Linked DNA regions of Mus musculus: region 1 is linked to region 2. Evidence: chromatin contacts called from public promoter capture Hi-C data. All regions are on one chromosome and are shown on one strand. Each heading gives the region's core, a stretch centred on a gene start, on an enhancer-like site or on the middle of the called end of the contact. The rest is flanking DNA. Distances are from core to core; before and after follow the strand shown. Region 1 holds the start of Cdh17 (cadherin 17). Region 2 has its middle 22 kb from the start of Gm35884.

Evidence for each region. Promoter capture Hi-C pulls out the DNA fragments that hold promoters and counts their contacts.
Region 1: a promoter capture Hi-C map of trophoblast stem cells shows a contact between it and region 2, with 1.9 times the contacts expected there. The contact joins the promoter of Cdh17 here to the enhancer-like site in region 2. A contact is called at or near these places in 9 of 39 promoter capture datasets (the HPC-7 cell line, cranial neural crest, embryonic stem cells and 5 more), 1 of 484 Hi-C or Micro-C datasets (MC3T3-E1-derived osteoblasts), 2 of 115 datasets of contacts at active chromatin or transcription factors (embryonic stem cells and pancreatic cancer cells) and 2 of 9 other capture datasets (macrophages and pancreatic islet).

What each region holds. Positions count from the first base shown.
Region 1 is chr4:11,756,831-11,759,530 of GRCm38.p6, forward strand. Cdh17 (cadherin 17) reads left to right here and starts at 1,327. Exons shown (of 18, transcript NM_019753.4): 1 at 1,327-1,451.
Region 2 is chr4:11,652,531-11,655,230 of GRCm38.p6, forward strand. No RefSeq gene overlaps it. Among named protein-coding and RNA genes, the nearest start is that of Gm35884, 22 kb to the right of the region's middle. Within about 2 kb of position 1,326, at least 37 of the 459 cell types and tissues checked have an H3K27ac peak or open chromatin away from gene starts, as enhancers often do. A contact at or near this core is called in pancreatic cancer cells and trophoblast stem cells, where this site is marked.

The DNA.
Region 1 (2,700 bases), core at 77-2,576, 100 kb after region 2:
TTCCTGTGTCTAAGCTGGAATCTATTCATAGACTTGAGAAGACTAGCTGAAGAGATACCTTTAACTTATATGCCCATGTGCCATGGCCCTGGTGGCATGGTATTATTACTGAAAACAACAGCAATCTATAAATTTACCCGTCTATGAATCTGCTTTTCCTAAAGCAAAACAAAAGCAAAAACACCCCCCAACACACACAAAAACTTTGTAGACTTAAAAATTATATTTTACACACATTATTAAAAGACTACTAGGCAAGAAGCCAACTCCTTCCAGAGAAGTTCTGTGAGGAGAGATGCAATTGATTGATTCCAGGAAGTGAATCATCAGGCAGGATGAAGCTATTTGATTTTGTGTCCCAAGGTCATTTTGTCTAGCAGATGGGAAAGCAGAGATGGTCAAAATTTGAGAAGTTCTTGGCCGAGTTAATCTTACTTCTCTAAACACAGTGAGCTTAGCCGTGAGACTGAGGAGGGAGGGCAGTTCCACTGTTAGAGCACCCAGGAAAGCTGTTCAGGAGATCTTAGAGGGAGGGAGCTCCCATTAAGAGTGCTCTGAAGCCAGCAATGGAAGGGAAGGGAAACAGCAGTTCAGGAGACATCCAGACACACTTCAGAAGGTCCCCAGAAACAGGGTAAACTTTGACCTATGTGACCTCTGCCTGGTATCACTTCACATTTTCAAGATGGTTTCCTGGAGGCACTGAAGAGTGGGACTTAGCCATCAGTCAGAAAGACGCCTTGGCTTAAGATGTCTGTGGCAGTAGCTTCAAAACAAAACAAAACAAAACAAAACAAAACAAAACAAAACAAAACAGAACAGAACTGTGTTTGTTGGGTTACCGTGTCTTTCAGAAGTTGGAACAGCCACTGTGTCTTTCAGCATGGCATCTGGGCCATCTACAAAATCACTTGTCAGTGTCTGTCAGTGGGTGACACTGTCAGCAAACTTGGTGCCTTGTAGTTTGGACTTGTACAGAACCTATACGCATACTTGTTGACAGTCTCCTTTGCAGACACTACAATAAGTGATTGTGTAAAATGTTAGCAACCCTCTTTGATGCCACAGAGCTCACACTCCAGAGATAGTTGGATACACACTCAACTTCCTCATTTAAACTTCTTAACTCCTAACTTATTCATATATTTAAAACAACACCACCACCACCAACAACTCAGCAACCAGTTTGAAAGCATGTTTGGTATGAATGGGTATAAAGTAACTTCTTTCCTGGACTGAATGTAATGATACCTTTTATGATACCCAGTGACTCTCAGATATCAATAAAAATGTTGTGGTTAATGTTTGACTGGGGGGGTGGGTGAAGGGAGAGGCTAGAGGAGCAGAACAGGTTGAGGAAGTGTCTCTTAGGGTTCTTCAGCCACAGCAAGTGTCTCCACGGCTGAATGGACGACAAAAACTTCTAAGCAGCATTTCTTACTTACTGAAAGGTAAGGGTGAATTGTCCTCAGTATTCTTCCAGAAGTTTGTAAGAATGATAACTTAGATGATGGGTGGATGGCTTAAGAAGGGCTGATAAATGTATCCCTTGAGGCCAAGTGTGTACAGCTACAAAAGGTGCTTGTCCCTGGTGTCCTTAGCTTTTGGGGAGGACACAGTTCCTTTCTCTAATAGTTATTTCTCATGAGTCTGTATTTCAGACACTCACTGGATGAAAGTGGCTTTTGGTCGAACTGAACTTGGAGTGGAACTAAGGGAACATTGGGTTCTCTGAGGTGTAAATGAGTGTGAGCACCTGTCATTAGGGATCAGCATCTAAAACTGGTCTGAGAACATTTCCAGAACTATGTTGTAGGAATTGGAGTTAGAATCCTAGTCTCATAAGTTGTGGTGTCTCTCACATGTCTTTAGAGATCATTCAGTCTACTTTTTGGAGGAGACAAATCCAGTGTTGGATTCTTAACACTGTCTGGAACGTGGAAGGGTTGGCACAGAGGAGAAAGGAGACTTTTAAAGAAAGCACTAGAAGAAGAGCGAAAGGGAGACCAGTCCCACCTTGCAGGTGGGAAAGGGAAGTTGCTGTGGGGGTGGGGTGGGGTGCTTCTGGTTCCCTTCATAGCAGATGAACTGTCTGCTAATGAGGGATTCTCAAGATATCATATGCGCACTGGGAATCTTCATAGTTTTGGCCATTGCCAGTGTGTTTTGATTACAGGTGACTTTATAGAAATGACACAGATGCTCCCTGTAGTAGGGTGTACCAAGCAAACTGTTTGGGCAATACTTTCTTTCATACTTTTCTATAAAAATGTAAGTAGCAAGTAAGGCATTGTTTAAAAGAAGAAAGTGCACACTGGGATAACAAGAAAAACAGTCAACATTGAGGTGTTCTAAAGAAATAAAAGGACTCCTTTTCTGGAGAGTCTACAGTTAACTGGGGGACATGCATTTTATGAGTCTTTGGGGTTGGTCAGTTGGGTTGGGCCCATTTCATCATTGATTGGCTAGAGCACATGAGGCTGTGCACTTATGTTCTCTGAACCTTAATCTTTTTCATTTAGATAACAGATAATCTGCCCAAGTGGGTGACCATGAGGAACAAATGCATAGGTAAAGTGCTTGCTGTAATGGTAGCCCCTCAGTGAAGGTTGGCTTTCTTTTTCAGGAGAAAGTCCAGATACTGAGTCAGGTCAAGCTGAGGTGTTACTGTTTGCTCTGTAAGAAAACAAAAACAAAAAC
Region 2 (2,700 bases), core at 76-2,575:
GTGCAGTGGCTAAGAGCAACTGCTTGCTTTCCTTTCATGCTGATGTGATACACACAAAGTAACTTCAGAGACAAAAGCTTTATTTTAACTCAGTTCCCAGCGAGGGTCCTTTGTGATGGGGGAGCTGTCAGAAGCTTGAAGCAGTTGGCCACATTTTATCTGCAGTCAGGAGAGAGCAATGAGCCTGTGCAGGCTGCTATGCTATCCCGGGTTTTGTCTTTCCCAGTTAGGGAATAGAGGGAAGCCATAGAGGGCTGGTCTTTCTGTTCAACTGATTCTCTCAAGATTCTCCCACCCATGGGACTCTGTCCTGACAAACTGACAACCAACACTATCACGTAAGCATTATGAACACACTTGCGCTGAAGAACAAAGAGATGAACAGGTGAAATATCTCAGACAAGGTCAACAGGGATGAGAGATATTTCTAAGTTTTTTTTTTTTTTTAACATTCATTTGTGGTGTATGAGGTGTGTGTGTATCACAGCATGCATGTGGAAGTCAGAGGACAGCCTGTGGGAATCAGCTTTCTCTTTCTACCATGTGGGTCCTGGAACAATACTCAGGTCAGAAAGCTTGACAGCAAAGGCCTCTCCCTGCTGGGCCATGGAAACAGCTTGGAGGACTGTGCTTGTGTGCCAGATGTATATTTTATTAAGGTTTACCAAGCAGCCCAGTAAAGTACTGTTATTTTCTGAGTTTGCAAGTAAGGTATTTGGGACGTGGAGGGTTGCTTATGTCACAGAACTGCTTAATGACAGGGCTATCATTTGACATCTTTCCCTGGTTGTCTTCTGATGGACCAAGAAGGCATCTAGGCAATGGAGAGACAGACCAAGACTGATGAACAGTATGCTGGAGAAGATGACAGAGTCCATTGTTTTAAATGTTTGGTAAATTTTCTTTTAATCTTACCCATAGGGCACTGGCTTTATGTTGTTCCCAGGAACAACACTCAGTTTAAGATCAATGACATAGGGCAGAAAGTGACTGACTGTGGTTCCTCTCGGACCCCCACGGTTCCAGGCTGAGAGACTCAGCAGACTCACTGGAAGGCTGACGTCAGTGAACTTCATCTCCAGCTTGTTCTGAAACATTCCATCCTTCAGTCTTCTGAGTCACCTCACCTGCAGCTTCTAGGACTCTGCTTCATTTCAGGGTCCATAGGCAAGCCCGTATGTAAATAATGCTTTTACTCTTCCTGATTTCATAAAAGTAGAATCATGACTCAGTTACATTCTCCAGAGAGCTAAAGGTGTACTCACATGTGTCCAGGCTAGGAGTTAGTCACATAAACAACACAGAGTTGCTAGGCAACCCAATACACAATTCGTTTCAGCGATGGCAGTGTTTGCTCTTAGTTCCGGGATGTTCTGGGGATGCTGACTTAAGTTCCAAGGACACAGGTGTGGGGCAGCCATACGTGGTGTTCCTGTGTCCAGCCTGCATTCTTCTTTCCCCTTCGCAAGGGCCCCTGGATTTGGTTTACATTTCCTGCTCAAGATTGCAATAGTGAGATGTGAAAATGGGAGGAGGGGGATGCCAGCCAGCTCAGAGAACATGTGAATATGACCTGCACGTGCATGTGTACCTACAGGCCACAGTTCAGTTCTATGAATGCTCAGGCTGGTTTGTCTTTCACAGCCCCTTTCCCCAAAAGCCACTCATACCAGGATTGGCTGTCTCCTGCTATGTATTTTTGTTGCAATTGTTATTGGTTTTGGTTGTTGAACCTTCTTAAAGTTAGGAAGAATTCCCTCTGTCCCTTTGGAACTTCCCTCCTTTTTCTAAACTGAGGAAGACATAGTGGAGAGGCTTTCTGTCTGACCAGATTATACTTTCAGGAATTACACAGGTTACAAGTGACACAAAGAAAAGAGGGATGGCTAGGGTACAATTCTTTCTCATGACACGGGCAGTAGCCTCTTAGCAGGCTTTTCCCTGACATTAACAGCTGAGTTTTTTCGAACCCTCCTCGTGGCTAAGCTTACTCCCCCACCCAGGCTCAGGCCACTGGCCCACCACAGGAGCCCTCCCATCCCCAGTCAGTATCAACTCCAGGGGATCTTTCTGCTTAAATCAGCCAGGATCCGTTCCTAAGCTTGACCCAAGGCTCCTGAGCAGACACCTTCCCAGGAGTGTGTAGAGCGTCTGCTCATTTCTCCTAGCTGGTAAACCACGCAAACTCTGGATTAGACGTCTACCTTATCACAGCTGCACAGGAGAGGTACTGGAAATCGGCTCTGGGTTGCGTGAATCAAGGGCCATCCAGAAATGACTGAGGACCTCAGATCCTTCTTCCAGATTCCAGCAGCTGCCAGGATTCCTTGCCCCATTGCCTTCTGGATGTGGTCACATTATTCTGTGCTTTGCCTCTGTGGTCACATTACCCTGCCTTCCCTCTGTGTCAGTGTTCCCTCTGCCTTTTATAAGGACATGTAATTGTATCTGAGACCCACCTCCACTCCAGGGTAATCTTTTATCTTGAGAGCCTTACTCATATCTATAAAGACTGCCCTCCTATTTGCCATAGAAGGCTGCATTTACAGGCTCTAAGGGTTAGCACATGGGGGCATCTTCTGGGAGGCATTTTCAACTATTTGAGTACCCTCAATGTATTCTTCCATAGTTCATGGTTGGTTTATCTCTGTCTCCTTTACTAGACCATGTACTGCAGGGGTACCCCAAGGGGCTCAGTGG